Regions from separate parts of the Gasterosteus aculeatus genome. Here region 2 is linked to region 1. Evidence: chromatin contacts called from public Hi-C data. All regions are on one chromosome and are shown on one strand. Each heading gives the region's core, a stretch centred on a gene start, on an enhancer-like site or on the middle of the called end of the contact. The rest is flanking DNA. Distances are from core to core; before and after follow the strand shown.

Region 1 (7,814 bases), core at 1,484-3,983:
TCTAGTGGTCACAATGCGTCCTGTTCCTGCCGCCATGCTGGACGCAGCAGTAGAGGTCACTCACCTCAACCCGCTTGCTCATGGAGCTCCTGTCCACATCGGAGACCCAGGTACACACACATTTTACTCCGTTTACAACTTCATTACTGCTCAAACCGCGCTATTGCAACAGCATCCCGTTCGTCGCACCACCACGATGCATCCAGAACTCAGCCCACTCCACCGGAGATCACATGACCCCAGTCCTTCAGAACCTCCCCTGGCTCCACAGACTTCTCATCATCATCTGTCTGACCTCCTGCGCTGACACGCTCACACCAGCAACCATCACCGTCTATCGACACCGACCGATAGAATGTATTATGATTCACATAACTTTGCTCTGTGCGTGTGCAGCTCTCCTTGGCATACACGACCTGTCCACACCGGACTACGGAGAGCCGGTCCAACTGCTGCCCGGAGATGTCCCTGTGTTCTGGGCCTGTGGAGTGACCGCTATAGAAGCAATACTCTGCAGCAGTAAGCGTTATGCTGGATTGAACTTGCTCATAGTCGTTTCATGTCTCATGACCTGGTGTTCCGCCCCTCTGCAGAGCCTCATCTGGCATTCAGTCACTCCCCAGGCTGTATGTTCCTGACTGACATCCCAGACTCGCCCCCTTCTCCTCCACACCAACCCAGCGAAAGCTCCGTGGATGGCGAGCCCTCCACAAATCCCAACGCCGAACTGTTTCCCTGCTGCTTCCAGATATCCCACAATCCCTTGCTGTTCAGTTTGGCATCTCAGAGGGCCGTGGCAAAGATCAGACAGCTGGAGACAATTATTGGAGAGGACCCAGGTACACACGTGCAAGGAGTGAGGTCATTGGGATGTTTTCCTGATTGGAATTGTGTTATTACAGGCTGTCAAGATGTGTCCTCATCAGGTCAAATTCAGAATTTGTTTATTAGACCAAATAACTATTCTTTGCTAAATTAATATTAAACAGGATCAGGACCAGGAATCAGGAACATGTATTACCAAAATATGTTAGACATACAAGGAATTTGACTTGGTTGGTGCATAACAGCAGATAGTTAGACAGTGGACAACCAAACCGATAAGACAACATAGTGCATGCTGCAGCCTGCCCTTGTCCTTGGCTGTTGCTGCAGCGTACCAGACGGTGATGGAGGAGCAGAGGATGGACTCCATGATGGCAGTGTAGAAGTGCACCGTCATCGTCTTTGGCAAGTGGAATTTCTTCTGCTGCCTCAAAAAGAACAACCTCTGCTGATCATTCTTGGTGATGGAGCTGATGCAAACTTCAGGAGCTTCACGGACTGGTGACTGGAGGTGCAGCTGTTCGTGTACAGGGAGAGCAGCTTCACGTGCTGCTTCCTATCGGACAGGAAGTCTATGATCCACTTGCAGGTGGAGTCGGGCACCTGCAGCTGAGAGAGTTTGTCCTGCAGCAGAGACAGGATGATGGTGTTGAAAGCAGAGCTGAAGTCCACAAACCGGATCCTGGCGTAGGTTCCTGGTGCTGGAGAATGTAGTGGAGGGCCATTTTGACAGCATCGTCTACAGACCTGTTGGCTCTGTAGGAGAACTGCAGGATGATGAGAGCATCAGTATGTTAACATTGTCGCTACACCGCATCACTTGTACCATTTACCTCGTGATCTTGACCTTGTGGGGTCGTCGTGGCGCAGGGGACTGCAAGGCTGGTGGTTCGAGTCCCAGCTGCCCCCATGTCCCAAGTTGAAGTGTTCCTGAGCAAGACACCTAACCCCTAATTGCTCCCCGGGCAAAATTGTAAAAAGCCACGGGTTAAAAATGTAATGTAAGTCGCTTTGGATAAAAGCGTCTGCTAAATGACCTGTAATTTAATGTAATGATCACAAAAGCTTATTCGAGTCAGTCCCGCCTGACGTCACACCAGCCTTTTAGATTATAAACCAAACTACTAAACGAAGTAGCCAGAACATTTTAACCCAACGTGTGAAGTGATGATGTTGGAAGGTGTTATTCAGCTTAGAGGGGGGGTCCATACCTCCGCTGGCAGCGGGATGTTGGGGGGTTCAGCGTTTGTCAGCAGCAGCTTCGATGGATGTGGATGTGAGTCTGTATCTTTTCTCTCAACCAGGCCAGCGAGGGATCAGAGCTTTATTTGTTCAGGACGAACTTTTGCGCTCTTGTCTGGCACTCTCGCACTCCAACTCCGTTGCTATAACAACTGGCTTTCCAACACACCACATGCAAAGGTAGGTACCCGCACCAGACACATACCCTTGTGACGCAGGTACGTTTACATACAAAGTCAAGCAGTGGTTGTCACACTCCTTTTTTACGGGTTCTTTCAACACATTATAGTGAAATATTTGGATTCATCCTTTAAGTGTTAGGGCGTCTGAAACAGGAACCTCAAAACATGGCTCCTAAATGTGTTTCACATTTAGTCCCCCTGACGAGACTGACGGCCCGCCTGGAGCCATCGCCATGGCGACCATGCTGTTGTCTCTAGGGAAACAGGTGACAATGGTGACGGACAGGAGAGCCTTGGAGATGAACCGGGCCATCGTTGATGAAGCAGTGAGGACAGGTGGGGAAGAGATGGACCTCCAGTCGTGTCCTGGTCCTTCATCATTGCTGCTGAAATGAAATGTTTCTGTCTTGGTTCGATAGTCTGTAATGCCACCCTTAGGTGTGCTGAAAACTGCAATTCCAATCGTCACGTTTGAAGAAAGCGGCCCAGACTCTGCCCTACACTTCCTGTGTCACCATGGAGACCCCAACAAGCCCAGGTGAGCCGACCTGTCCTTGAGGATCAGAACATAATGAAAGGGCTTGTTGTGCTTTTTTAAAGAAGGAAAAGAAGAAGGACGGCCTTCATTTGTCATTGGAAATTCAATCTTTTCCCTGTACTGGTATTTGTTGCTTACCACTCACTCTGCCTGTGCTGGTGGGAGCTGGCTCATAGCTTTGGTCAATGCAGACCCGAGGTCTGGCCTCGGCCTGTGTGGGACCAGGGCTGTGGTTTGATGGGGACTGGGGTGTAAGAGGACGAGACAGGCGGATGAAGGCTGGAGAGAGAGGATTAGGGTTGGGTTAAAAACACGCGTAGGAGGGTCCTCTCCCGTATATCACTTCATCTGTATACTCACAAAAATATACGCTGGAAAACATATGAGGAGGATGAATCACATGATGTCACATGTCTCATTATTCACTTGTGCTTGTCTCCCCCCTTGTTAAGGGCTCGTTTATAAGCTCCATTCACACATATTTTTCTCCCATCATATGGGTATAGAGCCATATATATAAAATATATATATATATATATATATATATATGAGTATGTGTGTATGTATATATATATATATATATACACATTATATGTACACAACACTTTTTACAATAATTTTCCGTCCTCAACAAACTATGGAGAATATCTATTTCTTATTCTCCGTGGACTTCGGATTATGAATATAACAACCTATTATTATATATTTTTCAGTCCCAAGGGACCACGGATTATGAATATAACAACCTATTGTATATTTCTCAGTCTCCGGGGACTACGGATTATGACTATACCTACGTATGAGATGTTTTCATCATCTCTGTATGAATTTAGGTCAACATCACAACTTCAGTCTCCAGTTCTCAGTTCTAAAGCATGAAAAAAAGAAATTCCCTTCCAGCAATTTACATGAAAAAAAATGAAGTTCCACCAGCAGTGCACAAGTAATAAAATAAAGTCAAATGAAATGCTAATGCAATGGGTTAGTAGAATAAGGCTATGGGTTAGTATAAAACAAGGGAATAAAGTTAAAGTTAAGAATTTAAAATATTAAAAAAGTTTTAAAAATATTAAGCATAAAGTGCACTAGCGAACAAGTAACAAAGTGACGACAAAGTGATAAATTACAGTTAAAGTGACATGTGCAGTATGAAGGGGAGTGACCGGTGGAATGTTATAGTCAGTCAGTGGGGGACCGGCTCTGTTGATGAGCCCGACTAAGTAAGTAGGTACTAGAGACTGTTGAAAGCTTTCTCTCATAATGAAGAAAACACAGCCCGGTTTTGCTAGAAAAAGCATCTTGTCACTCTCCTCCAGCGCATCCTGGCCTCTCTCAACACCAGTGTAAAATATTTAAACAGGACATTTATTAAATAATGGTTGCAAACAGGAGACACATTGACAACATACAAGGATTCTCAAAGGTCTTTATCCTCACAGTACATACATATATATAAAGTTTAAAGATAAACATGCTAAAACGGGGGGCGCGTTGTGTGCAAAAACTAAGTGCTGGTAGTCGACCTAAGATGTAGACTGATCTTGAGATTAAGAGGCTGTTATCTATAGCGAGTTGTAAATCGGCTTAGTTAGTGATATTGCACTTTCTTGTTTCTTGTCCTTCTGAGTTTGTATCCTTATTGTAAGTCGCTTTGGATAAAAGCGTCAGCTAAATGACACATAATGTAAAACATTATTTAGTGTTCCCAACACATCTGGTGTACTGTGCTTGTTCGTGTGATACCAGGTACGACCACCTGGTGGCGATAGAGCGCACTGGACGTGCTAAAGATGGAAATTACTACAACATGAGAGGAGTCAACATCAAACATCTGGTGGATCCCATTGATAACTTGTTTATTGCTGCCAAGGACATAGCCGGAATAATCACTACAGGTAACACTTCCATTGTCTCCATGCCCCTTTCCTCATAATACCTTTTTATTATAATTTAAAGATTTAAAACACTAAACATGTTCTGACACGCCCTTCGCTGTTGCCGCTGTCTAGAAAGTTTGTGTTTTGAGGCGCTCCTCTCTCTGACCTAAGGCATCGGGGATGGTGGTAATGAGTTGGGGATGGGCGGACTGAGGGACAAGGTGAGGACCATGATGCCCAACGGGGGGCTGATAGCCTGTGATGTTCCTGCAGACTACGCCGTCACTGCCGGTACGCCATCATCCTAAACGCTGCACAGTCAGCACTGCAATATGATGTACTCCATACCACATGCCATAGGACAGAATGCTCATGCTGTGTCAGACACACATACAGAATGCCTGGCTTCTCCTTGTTGTCCCACAAAAAGTACCAAATGGATCAGAAAGCTCCACGGTGGCAGAACTATATCAGTGGGGAAACAAATCATACAGACTCACACAGTCAACAATAGACACAGAGCACAACGAGTATAGATGGGTTGTCACTCATTTAAGTTCTGAACTGACCCGACTCTTCTACCATCTCACAACATCTTCAGCTTCACAGCTTCAGTCATCACTGCTGTTACAGTGAGGCCATGTTTAAGATCATGAGACACACAAAAGACTTTACCACCTGACCTTAATCTGAGCAAAACACGCACACTTGCTAGTGGCTTTGTTTTTTACTACTACAATTACACAGTGAGAAAGCTTTGGATTTCCCCTTGTAAGGATAAGCCTGTGTCTATGGTTTACCTGCCCCCCCTAACCCCTCTCATGAAGGGGTGTCCAACTGGGGAGGATATGCTGTGGCCTGTGGGCTCTACCTGCTCCAGACCTGCCCCTCCCACCAGAGATACAGACTCCGAGGACTGGGTGTGGAGCACGCAACCCCCCAAGAACAGCTGCAGGACTGGACCGCTAACCTGCCATCTGTGGACAAGGTGGCACACACACACACCTACACACACAGCTTTCTAGATGATCTCTTGAAGAAGATTTCTTTCTGAGATTTATAATATATATGCTATATATAATTGGTATTTTAAGATCTTTAAAAGGTTCATATGTACTTTCTTGGTTTACATAATACTCTTTTAAAGCGGAGGGGTTAGAGGGACAGTGCATACGTTCGACACAACAAAAACACATCACAATTATTATCTATAAACCCAGACTAAAACCAGGTGTTTTAGATATATATATATACTGTGGTTATAGTTGCTTGTTTGTAACCTGCACACTGGCACCAGCCGTTGTGAGTAAAGACCCTCGCTCCCCTCCCCCACTACCTGCCCAACACCAACCATTTTCCTCAGGAGTTGGTGGAGACCTGAACAGGGCTGAAAGGAGTGGGAATACAGGATGCATGTGTTTTGAATGTTGTGTTTTGGATGAACACAACTTGCTCATCTTGGCCTTCCATTTACACACACAATCACACTCTCTTCCTCCTCCAGGAGGAGTCCATCCTTTCCACTCTGGTGCGTTTTGGGATACGAAGCGGGAAAACTGGTCACCTGGCCATGGAGGTGGATGGTTTGTCCTTTCACCCCACGCACTCCGACATCATCACCAGACTGCTGGAGGTCACACTGGGCTGCACCACCCCAAACCCTTGATCCACTTTTCCTGTTTATTCTCAGCAATGTCCAGACTGGAGGGGACATTCTGCTTCCTCTCTTTTAAGATTAGCAGAAGGAAGCAAGAGAGAAAGGACAGAATGGAAAGATGTGTGTGTGCACGTGTGCGCGTGCGCGCGTGCATGCGTGCGTGCGTGCGTGTTTGTGTGTGATTTCCTTGGTTACCTTTCAGCCCTCTTCCTTGACTAATGATGAGGAAGCAAAGTAAAATCAGGGCTTATTTCTCTGTCTGAACAAATTAACTGCTATTCTCATTCTTTTGATTGTTTGTATATAAATATAGTTGATGCAGTAACTAGAAGGTGTGATAATAACTGTGATGTCACAGACATCACTAGATCTATAGAACTGTTAAATGTTGGGTTCACTGACTAATGTAATGTGATGAGCACTTCCTTCACTTGGCTGCTTTTCAAAGAGTTTCTCCTTTCTGTTGAGAAAAATATTAAAAATCTAGAGGCTACATGCACTAATGATGTGTTTTTTTGATATGTATATACATACATACAGTACATATAAGGCAAACATTTTACTCCGCTTTTACTCCGAGTGCAGTCTGAGGGATATTAGGATTTAATAGACATCCTTCTTTTTTGATTGTATGCAAATGAAATGAAGCCTATTAAGCACCTTATGAAGTACTATTCCAGGGACAGTGTATGTTTCTGCAGAGCATTGTTGCAAAAATTTTATTAAATGTTACGTGTTTTTCCTTCTGGAGCTTCAGTGATCTTTTGTGCACCTTCATAACAGTTGATCTCTTTTTTCATACGTAGTACTTTTTGATTAGTGCAAACCAAGCAGAGGTCCATTTTAAGATGCACAACTTTATAGATTTTGCTAGTCAAAATGAGTTCCCACTTAATATCTCAACGTGAAGTACAGACGCACCTTGGTAACCAAGCTAGCGTTGATGTGACAACCTCTGAGGTACCAGCTAATGGTACCCGACCCTGTTGCTCCGCCCTCTCCCAAATGCCAACGATAAGCATCCATTCGTCCACAAGCAAAAGGTTGACGTGCCAGTGACACTCTATAAGGAAGGAGGTAATATAAGGAAAATAGCTTTGTTGGTCTGATGGGAACCAGCTTTCTCAATAAGGCAATGATCAATGGAGAGCATTTGTCAACAACCACCACAGGATGTGTACAGTTCACCCTCAAGACCAATGCAGGGACGTCACTCTCTTCCTGAAGTAGTAGACGTTTAGGGAATGGACATTGAGAAAACTATGCAAGTCAGTTTCTCCGAGTTTTGGTTCATGCCCTTTCTTTACTACAGCTTGTAAAGGTCATCCATCCTTCCCAGCAGCACCCTGGCTGTGTGCATGCTCCCCGTCCTGCCCTGCACACGGCGAGGGTTCACCCAATGGCCAAGTGTATTTCTATGTGGCCCACAAAATGGCATGTTTCTCTTCTCTAGTAAAATCCTGTGGAAAAAGCGTAGCCACGGATGACTGACA
Region 2 (7,814 bases), core at 3,194-5,693, 33 kb after region 1:
GGACCAATTGCTACCCTACGTTCTGTTTGGGGTAAGAGAAGTGCCTCAGGCGTCCACAGGGTTCTCCCCGTTCGAGCTGCTGTACGGGAGAAGACCCCGCGGACTTTTAGACATCGCTAAGGAAGCCTGGGAGAGTCAGCCTTCACCCCATCGCACCATCATCGAGCACGTGGACCAAATGAGGACCCGGATGGCCCAAGTCTGGCCAGTAGTGAGGGAACACCTGCAACAGGCACAGCAGGCCCAAGCCAGAGTGTACAATCGGGGTGCCCAGGTACGTGCCTTCCAACCAGGAGAACGTGTTCTTGTGTTGGTCCCCAGCGCAGACTGCAAGTTCCTGGCTAAGTGGCAGGGACCCTATGAGGTGGTGACACGGGTCAATGAAGCCAACTATCAGGTACGTCAGCCTGGCCGGCGCAGGCCCCTACAACTCTACCATGTTAACCTTCTTAAAAAATGGCAGAGTCTTCCAGGACCGCCGGCGCAACCCACCCCGGCCCTTACCGCTCGGATCCCGTTACCGAATGTGCCCATGGGAGACCATCTCAGCCCGAGTCAGCTGCAAGACCTACGTGAGGTAGTGTGGCAGCACCTGGATGTCTTCTCCGACCTGCCGGGCAGGACCGCCGTGGCCACCCATGACATAAGGACCGAGCCAGGAGTAACGGTTCGGGTGAAGCCGTATCGTGTCCCCGAGGCGAGGAGAGAGGCCATCAGGCAGGAGGTGAGTAGAATGCTCCAGCTGGGGGTCATTGAGGAGTCCCACAGTGCCTGGTCCAGCCCAGTGGTACTGGTGCCCAAGCCAGATGGCTCTTACCGTTTTTGCAATGACTTTCGTAGACTCAACGACGCCTCCCAGTTCGATGCCTATCCTATGCCCAGGGTGGATGAACTGATAGACCGGCTGGGAACGGCCCGTTTCATCTCCACCTTGGACCTCACCAAAGGCTACTGGCAGGTGCCGCTGACAACTCGGGCCAGAGAGAAGACGGCCTTCGCCACCCCCGAAGGCCTATATCAGTACACCGTGTTGCCTTTTGGTGTCCATGGAGCCCCCGCCACATTCCAGCGGTTAATGGACAAGATTCTCCGGCCGCACCAAGGGTATGCCGCAGCCTATATCGATGACATTGTAATTCACAGCGACGACTGGGAGACTCACCTGAGCCGACTGAGAGCTGTTCTGGGGGCCCTTCGCGGGGCAGGCCTCACGGCAAACCCAAAGAAGTGCCGGCTGGGCCTAGAGGAAGCTTCTTACCTGGGCTACCGCATAGGACGGGGCAACGTGCGACCCCAGGATGCCAAGGTAGAGGCCATTCTCAGCTGGCCAAGACCCAAGACCAAGCGCCAGGTCAAATCATTCCTAGGTTTGGTGGGGTATTACCAGAGGTTCATTCCCCGCTACGCAACTATGGCAGCCCCCTTGCATGACCTGACGAGAAAACGGGGGCCGGACAAGGTCAAATGGAACACCGAAGCTAACGGGGCCTTTGAGTGCCTACGACAGGCTTTGTGCACCAAACCGGTGCTAGTAACGCCTGCCTTCTCTCTCCCATTCCTAGTCCACACAGATGCGTCGGAAGTGGGACTGGGCGCAGTACTATCTCAGGTACGAGACGGAGAGGAGCACCCGGTGATGTATATCAGCCGAAAGTTTCTGCCAAACGAACGCGCTTACTCTACTGTGGAGAAGGAGGCGCTCGCCATAAAATGGGCACTGGACAAGCTTCGCTACTACCTCCTGGGGCGGAGTTTCACCCTGGTGACCGACCATGCCCCCCTGAAATGGATGGCGCAGGCAAAGGACTCCAACGCCAGGGTCACCCGCTGGTTCCTGACCCTCCAGGACTATAAATTCACGGTGGAGCACCGACCAGGGAAGGAACATGCTAACGCGGATGCACTGTCCCGGCGGGACGTTTGTATGTGGGCGGGACGGCGGGGTCCCGGCTTTCTGCTGGGGTGGGGGAGTTGTGGCAACCCACGGGTGCAGGTCCCTAGGAGCACCAATCAGCACCAAGGTCAGGTGACTAAAAGGGGATACGCCCCGCCCCCCCCCCCGGGAGACAACGAGCGGCACAGCTGCGGCTCATGAGGCTGATGAAGGTGAGCCCCACTATAAAGGACCAACCGTTCCAACAGCCAGGGAGAACTAGACGTGAGTAGGAGCTGACGTCAGGCCGAGGCCTGCGCTAACACATATGCGTTAACCCCTAAGGACTTTTCTTCTGTTTTCCCTGCAGTGAGGAGATCGAGTGCTGGACCGTCGAGCGGGACCGAAGGACCCAAACCCTCCAAAGAGGAAGAACTTACTTTGGCTTTTTTTTCTTTTTGTTTGGACGTTTAGAAATAAATCAAACCTTTTTTGTGCAACCACTCGTGACTCCCAGCAGATTCTTTTTGCCCACACCCGTGGATTGCCACAACTGTTGCTCAAATAATTACAAGTAGCAATTCAATTCAAACCCTAACAACACCATAAAAATGATTATATTCAGACGTATTAAATCAGAGACAAAACAAACTCGGCTATGGGGGCACTTGTGTTCCCACCCCTCCAATAATGCACCTTGCAGGTTCAGAGGAAGAGGCTTCTCCTCCCATAAAGTTACAAGGCACATATAATGTAAAAGACACAAAATGTAAAACGGTTGTCCCAAGTCGGTCACATCAAAACAAAAACCTTGAAGATACAGACCAGGTGAAATACAAGAGTTATGTCGACAGGTGAAATACTCAGCGTCTTCTATGGTTCTACAGAGCTCCATTGTGGATCAAAGCGTCGGACTGAGTGAAAGGAGCACAACATGATTCACCATCATAGCATGAGAACACAATCATGTTTACAAACAAACACTTCAGTCATCATAAAACCTCTATTGCCAAAGTGCAGAGTAACTCTCCCGATCCCAGTGTCTCCCTGTGCAGTGGGCACTTCACCATACCAAAACCCAGTGGTTTACCCAGTGGCGTGTGTGTGTAAACAAAGTCCAACTCAACAACCAAGCCCCTGAAGGACAGCTCCTCTCTGTCTGTGTATATCATTATGTATCCATGTGTGTGTGTGTGTGTGTAAGTAAAACTACTGTTGGTTCACAATGTGCAACATTTCCAGTAAAGTGTTAAGAGTGTTGCATGCTGGGACATAATCTAAAAGATGGAGAGAGAAGACTGTAGTTTAACTGGGATGAGCACCTCCCCTCCGGCCCGGTTTATCTATCCATCCTCCTGATTAATTCTGGCTCTTCACCTTTCCCCGCCTTTCTGCATCGACAGTCTCTGGTTCAATTCCCTCAAGTCCATTCCTACTCTCTCTCCTCTTTTCCAGTGTTTGTTCAGGATAACAGAGGAGGAGAAATCTAATACATTCAGTCGTTCTGGTGCTTCTAGTCGCCTTCGCTTCAGTCAAACCACTTCTCTCGGTGAGGAAGATCTGTTCTCTGGCCTCCAGGTAAACGTTCTCAGGGGCCAAAAGGTCAAAAGAGTTCCAGCTCATAGACCAAGCCATTCAGTATTCTGCATCGAGGACGCGAACTCGTGTAGGTTTTACGTGTGCTGGATTGTGAGACTTCAGATTTCCATTTAAATTTAAATTTAAAAACAGGGGCGATAATAAAACAGCAGACAAATGAATTGCAGCCATCTCAGAAAGCGTCTATAGTGTAGCGGCGTTCATGTCTGAATGCTAAGGAAGATTATCAACGATTGATCTCTTATCCACAATGCATGCCACGGTACAAAACGCAGTCCAGAGACAGACTGCTCGGGTTTGGATTCAGCCACAGCAGACTGTAGTCTGAGCATTTGGTTTCTGTCTTTAGACACAGCCACACCCAGGGAGGTTCATTAGAGTCAGTGTTTAGACGCAGCCGTACTCGTACCACACAGTCTGAGGGTCGTCGTTGGGGTCAGGGGAAGCAGGCGTGCTCTTTGGGCGTTCCACAGAGACACACCCCGCCGTCGCGCTTTCTTTATTTAAGTGGGAGGAGTCACCCAACTGCCCCTCCATTAACACCTCCCCGAGCTCAGAGGCTTCGTCAGGCCGCGTTGCTGGCACAGCCCTGACTGGGGTTACCATGGCGACCTCTCCGCGGTGGTGGTAGGTAGTGGACGAGGTGGGGCCGTTTCGAGAGACGGGTGTCCTTCCTCGCTCTCTTTCTCTCTCTGCTTGCCTCTCTGTTTGCAGGTTGAGAGAGGACGAATGATGAATAGGCGGATTCAAGAAGCTGCCCTCTCCATGCTGATTGGTCGGGCCAGCCAGTCGAGCAGAGAGCGGACGCTCTCTTGCACTAGCCCCCCCGCCTTGTCTCCGAATGACCACATCTGATTGGCCTTCATTTCCACGGAAACCGTCTGGCCCGTTGGAGCGCAGGAGATCAGCTGAGGCGAGGCTGAAAGCCCTGCTCAGTGATTGGCTGCTTCTTTGGGTGACGAGCTGGCCGGAGACCGGGGATTGGCCTACAGGCTGCCGGGGCGAGGGTTTGACGCTTTGGCCTGGCCTCTGGTTGGACGACTGCACAGTGGGCGTGACATAGCTGGTGGGGGTCACCTGATCTCTACCAGCGGGAGCCATGGAGGCGGGACTTCTGGTGAAATAGTCCGTCATTAAGTCCTCCTTGCTTCCTGTTGACACCTAGACAAAAAAGATGAAAGAATAAATAAGGGAAATTTGGTTTCACAGGTTCAGTGACTCCGATATCTAACGACACAGCAGATGACAGGTCACACACCACTACCCGTCTGTATATACTGATTGATTACGGACATAGCTGCTGTGTGACACATTAGTATGGTACGCTACTCGGTTCAGTGACTGTCTCCAACTTTGGACATTGGACGGATGTCTCCACCTCGTTGTGGACTTTGTAGGCTTTTGTAATCACATGGAACTTCGGGAACCATTTAAAAAATATCAGTAACTTGTTTTGTTACAGCTGCGTTTTAATTTTGTCAAATGAACTAAAGCAGACTGAACTCAACATGTGTTGGGGGAAAGTGCCATAAGACGTGGAACGTAAAACCTTGTCAAGAAAAGTTGTAGAGCCCCGTAAAGCAGCAACCCGTTGGACAAGTACTTCGCCTGGCCCTGTTTTGTGTGTGTAAAATGCTTTGTGGTAGTTGGATTGAGGGAAACATTGGGAATATGGAGCATGTGGTACCTCCCAGAATATGGCTCAAAAGAGATGACCCCCGCCCCCCCAGTATTAACACTGTATTATAAAAACATTTAGCAGAGTACATCCGCCAATGAGATTCAGCTAAACAGCTAGCAAAATGTTATTTTGGTAAAAACACATTTTTAAACAAGCAAAAAATCTAAAATTGGGATTGGGAACACAGTTTTCACCCAAGTCGATTTTTCTTGCAAGAAAACAAATTATTGCAAGGTCATTAGCAAACTGTTTTTGGTGTCATCGATGAATAAGAATTATGATGGGCGTCACAGTTCTTTTAATGAAACAGCAGATCGGCATTAAGCGATATTCTCACGGTCTGAACACTGATGACAGGTGGAAATGAAATTTCTGATTTGTAGGCAGGAGTCTCCCTCACAGCTGGTGGATAGAGGTGGAAAGTATTACTTCAGGAATTTGGACAATGACTAACACGTCATTTAAGCCTCACTTTTCTGGACGGCCACTCATGTGCTCTATGGTGAAGCACATTAAAGGCTGTTTATTAACTGATCAAAGGCTGGCGTAACCTCAAATATGTGACTCTAGGAAGAAATGACATACAGTCCAACAGAACTGCATTGAGCGGTCCGATGGAACTCAAGAGCTTAAATTTATTTCCTTTATGTCATCATCCTTAAAGATTGTTTTATCCTGAAACAGTCAAACCTCCTCTCAGTACGGCAAATATCTGACCCAAGAAAACAAATGCTTCACTGGCTTTTCTCCAGACTAATAACAATTCAGCAAACAACAGCCAACTAAAAGAAAGGACTTCTTCTTTCTGTCTGCCTGCCTGTCTGTCTTGAGTTTAACTGCACGATTGCACCATACAGTCTCACACAAGGAGCCGGGAGGTTCCTTGTGGTACCCCTTCAAGGGGTCTCATGGCTGTCCGGTGAGTGTTATGTGTGATGAATGACCCGCTCAAAACCAAACAAACACCAGCAGACTGCGGGGGCTCGAGGCTCGGAGGAGAATTCATCAACGGCTCCTTTCCATCATAACATTGCCTTGTTTATGCTTTCATATTAATCCCAACATGCACCACATCAACCATTATCTTCAAGATGGGTTTAAGATTGAGAGTGATTCATTCATAATCATAGGCAAGGAATTTTATTCTCATAAAAAACACATTCCGTTTTTCTGAGGGGACTTATCTGTAATGTCTTACTTTCCACCCCAATCACGCATTATAATGCCTGACATGACCTGTACAGATACCTCTCCAATGGAAATAACACACCCGTGGGAGCCCTGTAATAACAATTTGTCTCGTCTCACTGGTGAGTATTTGTTAGTCACTGTGAGGCCGTGGTCTTTAACCCATTTGGCACTAAAATGCACCACAGAAGAGGCAAGGAATGTGTTGTATTAGTATTACAATGTTTTAATTGTAGGGTAACGCACTGTCTCAGGGATGAGATGTGTAGAGAGCGAGGTGGATACTGAGTCTATGTACCTGTTTCCATGTGTGTACATACAGAACATATTAGCAAACCTGCCTTTCATAATATATGCATATGACTCTTACCATAGGAGGGGACTTTTGGTTGCTCTCTTGTAGAAACTGTTCCAGCGACACCATCTCACTTCCAGGGGATGATGGGCGGGTCTTTGTCCTAACCCCGCCTTCTCGTTGCGGTTGGGCTCTCTGTGGTGCGTGGTCGTATGGTAGGGTGGAGCTACGTGACAGTGTCAGTTGTGATTGGCTCAGACCCATGACGTCATCACTAGAGATGCTGGCTGAGCGAGCCTGACGATCTGCTGAGTCTGAGACAGTCAGAAATATTGAGTTATTACAGACTGAAACCTGAGGAATATTATATATAAAACATGCATGAGCTGTATAGAGACCAGATAATGTCACTTTATTATCTATCTACCAGGATACCACAGTATACCACTGAACAGCTGTGTGTGTGTGTGTGTGTGTGTGTGCGTGTGTGTGTGCGTGTGTGTGTGCGTGTGTGCGGACCTCTGCCGTTGACAGGCGAGTTGGAGCTGGAGGTGTTGTGGCTGAAGTCTGCAGACCCTGGGCGTCCTCCCCCGTTGCCATGTTGACCAGACACGGAGTCAGTGGAGTTGTGGCGAGAGTCTTCATCAAATAATAGACCTGTACATTTTCACGCACCATTATAATATAAACAAACACTGAAGAAGGGTTGTTGGTAGGGCTGCACGGTATGGCCAAAAATCAATATCACAGTATTAAGATTCTGACGGTATCGTGGTATATCACAATATTGTTTTCAAGTAAACACAAATTCATTGATCGCAAAGAGGACCGTGGCTACCTGAACGGCAGTTAGCTTGTTACCGTGTTAGCTTGTTGTGGCTGCAAACAGCTGTTCGCCGGCCAACTTGCTCGCAACTGGCTGGCGTGGTAGCTTGTTGTGGCTGCTAGTGTTGCCACCAGAGGCTCGACAAACTTTGCAATAAATTGTTTTATAACTTTTTAAACGTAACTCACGTTGGATTTTCCAAAACCAAAAACCCTCCAAACAGACACAGCTCCTCTCTTGGACACAAGTTGTGTTGGTGCATCTCTGGTCTCTCTGGAGTGTTTGTTGTGGGTTATTCATTGTTGTTATGAAGTTATAACCATGACTCAATCTCAACACACGTAAGACAAGT

What was found. Hi-C and Micro-C count contacts between places; a contact is called where the count stands out from the background.
Region 2: a contact with region 1 is called in a Hi-C map of skeletal muscle, with 2.3 times the contacts expected there. The contact joins two enhancer-like sites. A contact is called at or near these places in 2 of 6 Hi-C or Micro-C datasets (skeletal muscle and tail fin).

Annotation. Positions count from the first base shown.
Region 1 is chr15:16,294,983-16,302,796 of fGasAcu3.hap1.1, forward strand. dglucy (D-glutamate cyclase) reads left to right here. Exons shown (of 15, transcript XM_078088988.1): 6 at 1-110; 7 at 397-519; 8 at 594-839; 9 at 2,130-2,247; 10 at 2,443-2,585; 11 at 2,688-2,787; 12 at 4,534-4,682; 13 at 4,836-4,955; 14 at 5,492-5,652; 15 at 6,169-7,066. The coding sequence ends at 6,330. Among protein-coding and RNA genes, the nearest start is that of dglucy, 9.3 kb to the left of the region's middle. Within about 2 kb of position 2,734, at least 1 of the 9 cell types and tissues checked has open chromatin away from gene starts, as enhancers often do.
Region 2 is chr15:16,326,563-16,334,376 of fGasAcu3.hap1.1, forward strand. ccdc88c (coiled-coil and HOOK domain protein 88C) reads right to left here. Exons shown (of 31, transcript XM_040199257.2): 29 at 7,156-7,293; 30 at 6,712-6,950; 31 at 2,606-4,633. The coding sequence ends at 3,860. LOC144388409 reads left to right here. Exons shown (of 3, transcript XM_078089524.1): 1 at 1-397; 2 at 464-2,106; 3 at 2,244-2,376. The coding sequence ends at 2,095. Among protein-coding and RNA genes, the nearest start is that of LOC144388409, 7.9 kb to the left of the region's middle. Within about 2 kb of position 4,444, at least 5 of the 9 cell types and tissues checked have open chromatin away from gene starts, as enhancers often do.